Linked DNA regions of Mus musculus: regions 1 and 2 are each linked to region 3. Evidence: chromatin contacts called from public promoter capture Hi-C data. All regions are on one chromosome and are shown on one strand. Each heading gives the region's core, a stretch centred on a gene start, on an enhancer-like site or on the middle of the called end of the contact. The rest is flanking DNA. Distances are from core to core; before and after follow the strand shown.

The links. Promoter capture Hi-C pulls out the DNA fragments that hold promoters and counts their contacts.
Region 1: a contact with region 3 is called in a promoter capture Hi-C map of liver, with 2.9 times the contacts expected there. The contact joins two enhancer-like sites. A contact is called at or near these places in 3 of 39 promoter capture datasets (liver and maxillary cranial neural crest).
Region 2: a promoter capture Hi-C map of liver shows a contact between it and region 3, with 2.3 times the contacts expected there. The contact joins two enhancer-like sites. A contact is called at or near these places in 5 of 39 promoter capture datasets (cranial neural crest, frontonasal cranial neural crest, liver and 2 more) and 1 of 115 datasets of contacts at active chromatin or transcription factors (embryonic limb bud).

The regions. Positions count from the first base shown.
Region 1 is chr3:149,933,974-149,937,484 of GRCm38.p6, reverse strand. It overlaps Gm31244 (a long non-coding RNA gene), which reads right to left. Exons shown (of 6, transcript XR_376250.2): 4 at 1,013-1,153. Among named protein-coding and RNA genes, the nearest start is that of Gm31244, 28 kb to the right of the region's middle. Within about 2 kb of position 2,139, at least 4 of the 459 cell types and tissues checked have an H3K27ac peak or open chromatin away from gene starts, as enhancers often do. A contact at or near this core is called in liver, where this site is marked.
Region 2 is chr3:149,844,280-149,847,920 of GRCm38.p6, reverse strand. No RefSeq gene overlaps it. Among named protein-coding and RNA genes, the nearest start is that of Gm31244, 61 kb to the left of the region's middle. Within about 2 kb of position 2,375, at least 36 of the 459 cell types and tissues checked have an H3K27ac peak or open chromatin away from gene starts, as enhancers often do. A contact at or near this core is called in liver, where this site is marked.
Region 3 is chr3:148,980,984-148,984,294 of GRCm38.p6, reverse strand. It overlaps a transcript of Adgrl2 not described here. Among named protein-coding and RNA genes, the nearest start is that of Gm30827, 16 kb to the left of the region's middle. Within about 2 kb of position 1,709, at least 15 of the 459 cell types and tissues checked have an H3K27ac peak or open chromatin away from gene starts, as enhancers often do. A contact at or near this core is called in liver, where this site is marked.

The sequences.
Region 1 (3,511 bases), core at 890-3,389, 950 kb before region 3:
ATGACGATTTCGTGTCAGAAACATAATTGTTGTGTTCTTTCTACAACTCCCAACATTCTGTAACTGCCTTAGTTCTTTGTGTAGGATTGAGGCCTCTCCTGCTTTACATGTCTATTGTGTCAACTTTTTTCAGCTCATTTTAGGCAGTCCTGTTGGTTAGACTTCATGGGTATAGATTGTTACATTACTAGGAGACATAGCATCACAAAACCGTCCCTAATCTACTGTCTACACAATATTGCTGCACAGCTAATATTATAGAAACCAAGCAGGTTATGTCAGGTTGTTTGGGTTATTTAGGAGTTCTCTCTCTTTCTCTCTCTCTCTCTCTCTCTCTCATTCATATATGAATGTAATAATGAAAGAAGATGTCATAAATTTGAAAGAGAACAAGGAATCTCTAAGAGTGTATGGGAGAGAAAAGCAATAGGAGAAATGTTGTAAATATATTAAAATCTCAAAAAAAAATAAAAAATTAAAAAGAAAATTAAAGGACTCAAGTCTCATAGCCCACATCACAGAACCTGTGAAAATCCAGCGGGAGGAAAGTGAAAATACAGACCTTTTCCCTGTGATGAAGATGAGTTGAACTTTCCTAAAGTGTGTTTTCTCTGATATGTATGCATGTCACCAGACTTGCTCGGTGATTGGATTTGAGTCCCTTCATTTTCTATAATATAATGCAACTATAAAAATTAATCCTGAGATTTTTAGACTGAAGTTACATGTCAGTATTTTTTTCTCCCCTCCCTTCCCCCTATATATGCACATAATCTTCTGGGCTCAAGAATGGCAAATAACTATTTTGACACCTCCATCAAAGGCTCAACTTTCTGATTCTTCTGGTTTACCTCACTTGGTTGTAGTAAACATATTTACATGACGGAGCTCCCTCCGTAAACACTGCTGAAAAGATCAGGGGCTACAGTCTCTCGCGATAGAGACACGTTAACTATCTGCCTGTGTTCTGCAGTAATCACAATGTTTGCTTGTTTTCCTGATGGGCGTTTACCTTCTACCCCAATGATGAGATGATGACTGCAATAGTCAACGATTAATAATGGATGTGCATCTGTTCTCTGAGCCGAGAGCCAGCGTGAGTCTAGGCATGTACTAAATGAATTCAGCTGTGACAATCAGAATCTTGTCTGAGCTGTAAGAGAAACAACCAGAAAGATGGCATTACCTAGACAACTCTCTGAGATTTTTCAAAATACAAGTCTTGCGAACAGACATCTACTAGCATACAAATCATTTCACAGGCTTTGATTGCCTTTTACTCCCAGCCCTGCCCCTATATTGTTTATTCGGAGGTCATCATGACTTGATTCTTCTGTGCTCCATCAATAATGTGCAGATGAAATGGCTTCAGGATCCACAAAGAAATAATCGATTTTCTTCTCCCACAATCTAGAGCCAGGCATCAATAGGCAGGTGTTTGGGAAGGTACAATGACAGTGCAGCAACTGCAGCTTGTAAGTGATATCTTTGTTAAGCTTCCAAACTGGAGCACACCCAGCTACATGGCTGGATGTTTAGAGGACAATGTGGAAGATCATCCCAGTGTGGGCCCCTAGGGAATGCTCAAAAATGGCTGGAGTCCATCAAAAGGAAAGTGTTTACATCATGCTGAGAGAGAATGATGATGCGTGTGGAATATCCTATTAGGGTGCCAAAGAGAGGCTTGAAAATTATGATTATGGAAGGCTTTTATCATGGAGGTTGTCTATGTTGCTGCATCCTTGTGTGTGTCTGTTTTAGAGATATTATTTAGACAGACAGACAGTGAGACAGAGAGAGAGACAGAGAGACAGACAGAGAGAGAGAGAGAGAGAGAGAGAGAATACCCAATAGCAGATTTATTGTATGACAAAGTCTTTCTCATAGTTACATTGTGCTGAAGTTTTTACTAAGCATTTACTACAAATATGGAACATATTGTATTGTTATTCACATGTATATTTTCAAGGTGTACATAACATGCATTCTTAAGAAGAAGTACAGCACCCTACAGATCTGTAGAGTTTGGAACTTGCTTCATATAGTAAGAGACCTTCATGAGCATAGACCCTTGTGTACAATAAACCTGGTTTTTTTCTAAGAGGCTGGATTTTCTTTTTATGAGGTGTTAAGTAAAGATGGCTTCACCAGTGTAAAACATTGACTAAATTGGCACCCAGCAAATAGTTCTATAATTGAGTGTTTCATTTTGCAAAATGTGTCTCGCATGCAGATGGGCTGTATGTGGGATGAAAGGAAACAGGACTTGTGGAGAACACATGAAATCTCTAATTAAATTTATGAGCCTAAAAGCACTTTTAAAAACTTCACTTATTCAAAGAAAAAATGATGCAAAACACGTTACGTTACTTGTGGTAAATCCATTAGAATTTTGCTTATTTTGAGTTTCTGACTGGTTTCACAATTTCCATTAGCCAATTATTTTGTAACCTAATGTTGACTTTTAAAGATAATCTGTCTTACTCAACCTAAATCTATTTTCGGTTATCTCAAATTCCGACTCATAAACTCTGAAACAGGCATCCAGTGACATTTTTAGAATCTGGGAGTACCACCTGAGTGCTTATTAAAGCACATATGTGTTCATACAAAACAAGAGATCTATAGGGACACTAGGTTTTTCAAATTCCCAAAACTTTCATCAAAGTTTGGGGAGGTTTCAAAATTCCTCATTTGGGTGACAATTTGGGAAAGAATTCAATAATTTGCAAAATAAAGAGGAAAGTATAGGTTGCGTGGGGTTATCCACAAAGAGCTCATCATTTTGGAAACTCACTCTGTGCTGTAAAATAGGGATCCACCTATGCCTCACCTTTGCTGGATCATTTTATGATCAAGGAAGCCCTTTTCAAGCTAGCAGACTGTGGTAGAATAAAAGAAGCTTGACAATTTTATTCACTGTTCTTCATGAGTTTCCCAAATAATAAATGGTGAATTTATATAAATTGCTATGGGAAAAAAAGGACAATCCACAGGGGATTTTTAACTTAACCCAAAAAGGAGACACAAGTGTCACAGAGAAAAAAGGCTTGACTCTGAAAAAAAAAAAAAAAAAAAAAAAAAAAAAAAAAAAAAAAAAAAAGAAAAGAAAAGAAAAAAGAAAAACCCTGAGCTTTTGATACCATTTCTGAATGTCTTAGAGGATGATTTAATGTCTGTCTTATAAGACAAGAGACTCAGCTAGGTGAATATGCAGTTGCATGTAAGTATGCGGTGTATTATATAAGTATTGTATATCTATATAAGTATCACAATACATACATAGTATTATATGTCTAGAAAGAGGGCACAGTCCTTCCTTCACAGTCACATCTGGTGACAAAAATGCCAACAGAAGACACCTGACATGAGCTTTCACTTATATTCATTTGAAAGTCTGCTCCATCATAGCAGGGCAGGTTGGGTGTGCATGAGGCTCTGGTTATGACACTATGTAGCTAGTCACTGTGTCTGCAGGCAGGAAGCATATAGCTTTCTCTTCTCTTGGTAT
Region 2 (3,641 bases), core at 1,126-3,625, 860 kb before region 3:
AGGAAAAGGAAAGCTCAGAGATAGAAAGGGGAAAGGAAAAAAGATGAAAAATTGGAATAAGGAGAGAGAAGAGAGGGGAGCTACGAGGGAATGGAGGAAGAAACTGTGGAATTGCTCCAGTTAGAATGTCAATGTGGAGGCAGGTCACTCCTCCTGTATTTCTGAGCCCAAGAGAGGTGCAAAGGGGACCATGGTATGAAAGTTCTTCCCCACCCTTTCTTTGTTCCACTCTTCTCCAGTGCCAGATGGTTCAGACTTCATGGACCTTCTAGGTTCTCAGCCTTCTGACACCCCCTGACTCTCAGTTCTAAAATCCATCCCTTTTGACCTGTATTTTTATGATGAGAGTCAGAAGATAATGACATGGAAGACTTAGTTGTTTATAGCCAAGTTATCACCTGAGTTATAAAGGACAGTGAAGTACAAGTGAAGGGTTACTCTTCAAAGCAGAATTTATTAAGTCTGAAGCATGTTCCTGTGGTTCCTGTGGGCTAGAAGCATTTGTGAGCATAGCCGCACCCACCCATCCCCCTCACCTTTCTCTAGCTTAGTGCTGGAGACGAAGTCAAAGTTGGTCAGCCTAATAGCTGCCAAAAATCTGTGCCTTTTACTGACCAGCCCTAAAGACTCCAGAGCTCAATAAATATAAACTTTCCTGTAGCTACAAACCTCAAATTATGATTTTCAATGACAGATATTTAAACACCATCTCAATCCAGCTGAGCTCATCTTGGCCTGTTTTAAAGGGGGTGGATTTTGTACTGTTCTGGAGGGTTTTGCATTCCTAACGCCTAGGAGGGGCCAGGGAGGCAGTAACCGATGGTCTTGGTGAAGAGAGAGGACAGATGCTTGCGGGAAGCTTCCCACAATGCACAAGGCAGAGGCGACTACAAAGAATTATATGCCTTAAAATATCAACAGTGCCGCAGATGAGAAAGTGTGGTTTTCTCTCTATAGCCAAGCAAAGCTGGCTTTCATCTGACCTGGGAGTCCCAAGCCAGTTCTGTCCTGTGAAGGAATGCTATGTCAGGGGCCTCATAATGCCTTACCACAGGGGTTATTAAGCCAAAGATCCAGAAATTGGCTTAAGGCACTTTATAAAACCCATGAAATTATATGCAAATTTCATTCACATGTGCAGTTTTTAAACAGAGATCTAAAGTTTAAAACTTTCTGAAAAGCTATACACACACCTCTTTTTACCATTTTTCCTGGAAAGCCTGAAAATGAATCTCAAATTTTCAACAAACTGATGAAATAGTTCAGCAAAGAGATGAAGCCTTTGCTCAGTTCTAGGTTGGACTACAGCCATGTGTCTCACTTCCAATACCTAGAAGAGAGGTGACGATGTAAATGTCATTGCTCCCATTCAGATCACCTAACTGCAGTCGGGCCATCCTGAACACTGCTTTATTCTCTTTAGATCTGCTTACTCCCCCCCCCCCCCATCACTCCCTCCCAAAATCCTTCCCCCTTCTCCTCTGAGCACTTGAGGGCCCTCCTGTCCACCCATCCTAGCACTTTAATTCTCTGTGAATGCCTGTTTCTTATATGACTTTTGGTGATCAAGTTTGGCTCCTAGATGTTTACCTGCCCTCACCTTATCCACTAATCCAGCTCTCCAGCCCTCTTATCAGCTTCATATCAGTAAATATTTATCAAATGCCACAGCTGTGGGCCACCAATTCTGCTGCCCCAAAACACACAGGAGGAAAGCTGGGCACAATACCAGGCAGCTTAACCCTGACCAAAGAGGTGGCATAAAGGTTTTCGTAATTTCTACACACTTAATAATTAATGACAATGGCTGTAATATCTGTGTTTTTAAAATAGGTGGCACCGTGTGATGCTTGTGAGCAAGAACTTAGTCAGGTTCCAGGCATCCTTTTTGGTAGTTTCCTGAAAGAATTTAACAAAAGAAGGGGCAGATAATGTTCCTGGCAGGGAGAAGTGCCCTTCCCTAGACAAAGTGAGAAAAAAAAGAAGGAAGTGGACAGAGAAGGATAAGTCGTTATTCAATTACACTGTGTGGAAACATTTAGGCTACCCCAGATGTTTTCAAGACTTCAAAGGGTCTCTTAGCATTTCCCCCAGATAGAATGTAATTTTTTTTAGAAGACCCCTTCAACTCTCCGTTATGGATAATTTTTTGATTACATGAACCAACGTCGGGGTTAAGAGGAAAACCACAAGTTAAAAAGAAAACAATTCAAAGAGGAAATAAAAACCTTCAGTGGTGACTGGAACATATGAGCCTAGTTTAAAAATGTGTTTCTGTTTCCACTAATGGGTCGTTTTCACCTGCTCCTGCAGAACCACCTGGCCTCAGCCAGGCTGCAGCGCCAGGGCAAGGGCATGGGCTCTTTCCAAAGACAGCCCCAGGATGCTGAGGTGACCAGAGGGTCAGGACAACAGAAGCTGAGCCTTTGTCGGAGAGGGTAATCCTCAAACAGGAAAATCCACTCCTGGGTCATTTGGAGAAAAGTTGAGAGCTGCTGGGCTCGGGGAATCACCAGCTGGGTTTCCATGCGAAATAGAATCACTGAAAGCCAGCCCCTGCACGGAGAGCCTGGGGTTTGCCATATGCCTGGGACACCTTTGGAGTTTGCTAATGCCCCGGGACTGACTGTGAAGCAGATCTAGAGAAAACGAACCGGGCTGCGCAGAGAATGAGAGCAGGTTGGAAGAGAGCCCGTTTTGTTTGTGTGAATTTGATCAAAGCTGGAGCTTTTCGGCAGGAGCTACTGGGCTAAAGGAGTGCCAACACTTTCAAGCCGCCCCCAGGCTTTCCGGACAACCTCAGCAATCAGTGTAGACTGCAGATGCTGTGCGGGGTTGTTCTGTCTTTTGCTTTTTCTAGATGGCCTAAAAAAAGTTGTTTGTTGTTTGTTTGTTTGTTTTGTTTTATTTTGTTTTTGTGTGTTGGTTGATCAATATGAAAAGCAGAGTATCAAGCCCCTTGAGGAATTATAACCATCGGAACACTTGGGAACTGAGAGCATGATTACAGCCCTTCCTGAAAGCAACGAGCTCTCCTATTTTCCTACTTAAAAAAAAAAAAAAAAAAAAAAAAGGGACAAAAAATAAACAGTATTGGTTGATATCTAGCTTGTTGCTTCCTTCTTTCCTTCCTTCCACATATTCAGGCAATTCAAACTCCAGTGGTCCTCTGGCTCTACAAGCTAAACCTCAGACCACCAGTCCAGAAGGGTGGAGGAACAAAAGCCACCTATTTTTATGTGCTGTGACATTTTTAACTTGTAAAGCATTGCAAATGTAGGTGGTGGTCCTCACAGCCTTGTGTATTTTTGGAGTTTCATAATCCTGCAAGTCAGAATTTTAGGGGCTGGTTTTTCTCAAGGTCCTTCTTGCCTTGGCCTTTTTCCAATAACTGTGCTGTTCCAGGCATCCTGTTGAGAGGTGTTGATCTGGGAAATGGAACACACACACACACACACACACACACACACACACACACTTTCTCTCTCTCTCTCTCTCTCTCTCTCTCTCTCTCTCTCTCTCTTATTGCCCAGTCTTCTGTCTCCTCTCCCCTTTATCTCTTCTCTCCAACCCTTTATCTCCTAGCTTTCCTGCCCTGGCTTTCCCCTTCATATAAATTACTAAATTAAATCATACAGTCT
Region 3 (3,311 bases), core at 460-2,959:
TGAAAATATTTATTTGACCTAACTTTTGTGAAAAATTACTTAAACAATGGTTCATTACCAGATGTGTTATGGACAAGAGGCAGCACTACAAATTTATTGTTGTCTGTGATCTTCATTCACCTGCACCCCACCTGTGAAGCAAGACTCTGGTTTGATTTTAACGAAACCTTTATCACTTACCTAAGTGCTGATAATTATAACCCAGGCTAGGTGGATTTCGGTTAAGAGCCAAACAGTTTTGGACAGAGAAGAACCGAGCATCCTGCAAAGTGCAACTTTTAGTAATTTCCCTGCAGGAAGCTTACACTTTGTGATCTTGATTCTTTGTATCTGCTTCTGAGTCTTGAAGGGTCATTTGACACCTGCCTGCATTTGATCGGGTAGATTCTTGTAAAACAACGCCACAGTTTTGTAGGTAATATGTGCTAGAAATGAGGTGTGTTGTGGACGAAGACTGTTTTACAAGCATGCTTATCTAAATTGAAGGTTTTGATGACGTACTAAGAATAGCAATGTTTGTAGCTGAGCGGAAAAAGGACTTAGATTCTTGTAGGTATCTTGGTCAGTTCCGAGTCAGTTCACTCAGGCTCAACTGTTTTGGAACTATTTTAAGCAAAGATTAAAACATTTCTACTTGGAAGCTAGATGAAAATCATAGGTTGGTTAGGCTTTCTGTTACATAACACTAGTTCTTCAGGCATACCCAAATACTCATCTCTGCAAATAATTCCTGATTAAAGGTTGAAAAGGCATTTAATCATCAGATTACGCTAATTAGAGTGATCTTATCAGAAAAGTAGACTGAGACTATTCTGTAAAATCTTCGGTTGCCTGAGATGCTCTCAAAGATTGGGTGAAGAACTGGCTTTTTTTTTTAAAAATTCTTTAAGAACAGCTTAAGGAAATGGTTTGTTTAATATAAAGATAGATGGCTAATTACTGTAATTAGGTACTGTGAATCATAACACATAGTATACTGACCTGAGTGGTCACCAACAAGGAGTGAGTGGGCCCTATTAGACTTCAGTTAGTCACCCGGATCTGATGTGTAGGTTTTCTTAAGCATGTGTTATATACTAGAGAAATTCCTTAATGTAATTTTGATGTAAGTCGTTATTTTTAGGCAGGTCACGGACCATAAGAATAGAAAGGTCCAATCAGCTAAAAATACTTTTAAACACACACACACACACACACACACACACACACACACACACACACACACACATATATATTAGGTCATTGGTTGATACATTAAATGCAGTAATCTGCATATTTCTAAAACAAATTTTAATTCAATAAGTTTTGAAAGCTTATTATTTGTGTTCCCCCCCCCTTCCTTTTTTATTTGACAAGCAAATACTCCCTGGGGAAAATCAGTTTAAGGAACTGAACTCATAATACCTTCCCATAGAGTGCAGTTATGGGACATGCTTTGGAAATGTCTGAGGAGCACAAAGCAAATTCCGATACAATTTGTTTAATTACAACAAAAATACAGCACTATGAAGTCATAGTGTTTGTCTTCATAGAGGGTTTTATGCATTGTGGTGGTAAGTAAAATCCCATCACACTTGTATAAATTTGTTCAATTACCAGAACAACTAAAAGGAAAAAAAAAATCAATTTAGGTTGAAAAGCAACAGAAATTAGATTACCTTGGTTAGTAGAAACTTGCCAGCAGTGTTGAAATTGCTTAATAATATCAAAAGCCACACCAGCAGTGTGAGGGCGTTGGCTTCTGTTGTAATATGCACATGTTTGCTTACTGGGTTAATTTTTTTTTTAATGTATCTCTTCCCTTTTCTCTTCCTGTTTTTATTTTCACGGAAATTGTCAGATAGCATGCGAGAAGCTGTACATTTGGGTGTTATCGTTCCTTGTAGAGGTTGCTTTCTTAGACTCTTTGATCAGTTAATATTTTGGATCAGTGTTGTGAAATGCTATGCATGATTTTAGGAATCTGAAGAAACTCCCTCCATCACAAAGGAGCCAGTTAGCAGCCCCAGGAACACTTTAGGATTTCTCTCTCTCTCTCTCTCTCTCTCTCCCTCTCTCTCTCTCTCTCTCTCTCTCTCTCTCTCTCTCTCTCTCTCTCTCTCTCTCGTTTATCACCAACACTAGAGTTATATGGAACCCTCGATCTTAAATTCTGAGCACAATAAAGTAGTACAGATAGCTGGGCACCTGTTTTATGGCCACCTTGATTCATTCTGCCACGGAGCTTCACCCAGTTGCAGTAATAGTCACAAGGGCTGCTCCAAAGCCACCGGGCTGTTTTTAGGTCATGAAGTCAACTTCCTGGAATTTCTAGGGAAACCAGTTGAAAGGAGGAGGACAAATGTCACTTTAAATAGAGATGTTTAAACCAGATTTCTGCCTGAGGGTAAAATTTAGGTCTCTCTTAGCCCGGATGTAATGTCTCCCTCTGCAGAGCAAGGCATTAATCAGGGCAGGGCATGAAAACGGGGGACGAAAACGGGTCCCAGTTGGTTCTGCCGTTGATGCCTTCCTTGCCCCAATCTGTGAGGAACATCTTACAAACATTAAAAGGCAGACACGGTACCTCACATCAATTTCTGAATTTCAGCACTGCAATTAGTTTCTTTAAAAGAAGCCCACATAAAGCTGGGGATGGGCTAAGATAAAACCTGGACCCCCTCGAAGCCATTTTAAAGGGGTGGATCTAGCACTTCATAAAATCAGATGTGCAGGGTTGAGAAGCATGCCGGAGAAGCACCCCTAAGTCAATGACCAATTTTTAATTCTATTCTAGAATATATTAAATAACCTTGATATATATTTTTAAATTATCCGATAGAAAAAAAGAAATGGCGATAAAAGAGAACGTTAATCCTTGGCTGTGAAGGATGGTGGAAGCTGCTAAGATGGTTGCTTAACCTGAGACAGATCATCAAATCCAACCAATATTATTTTGTCAGAACAAAAGCATATAGAGCCTGTGTCCTTTTCTGATATGCACAATGAAATTTTAGCTCAGTAGTGACAAAAAGATGGGCCAGGGCAGTCTAATAAATAATGAAAAAGGCATGGCTTAGCCATCAAAGCATACCGTTTAACCCCATTCTTTGCCATCCATATACACAAAGCAAACAATTTATATTCTGATCCTCTTGATACAATGGTATTTCTAGATAGTTTTAGGTTAAGAATTAATGCAAGTTTAAAATCCAAACTCTGTTTGGTTGCTTGATGCATCTCTTTGGAAATGATTTGGCGAGTTCAGCTCTGTTCTGCTTTCAAGGACTTTTCAGCCTTTGGACCATAAAGCAGCCACACTGCCCACTGTT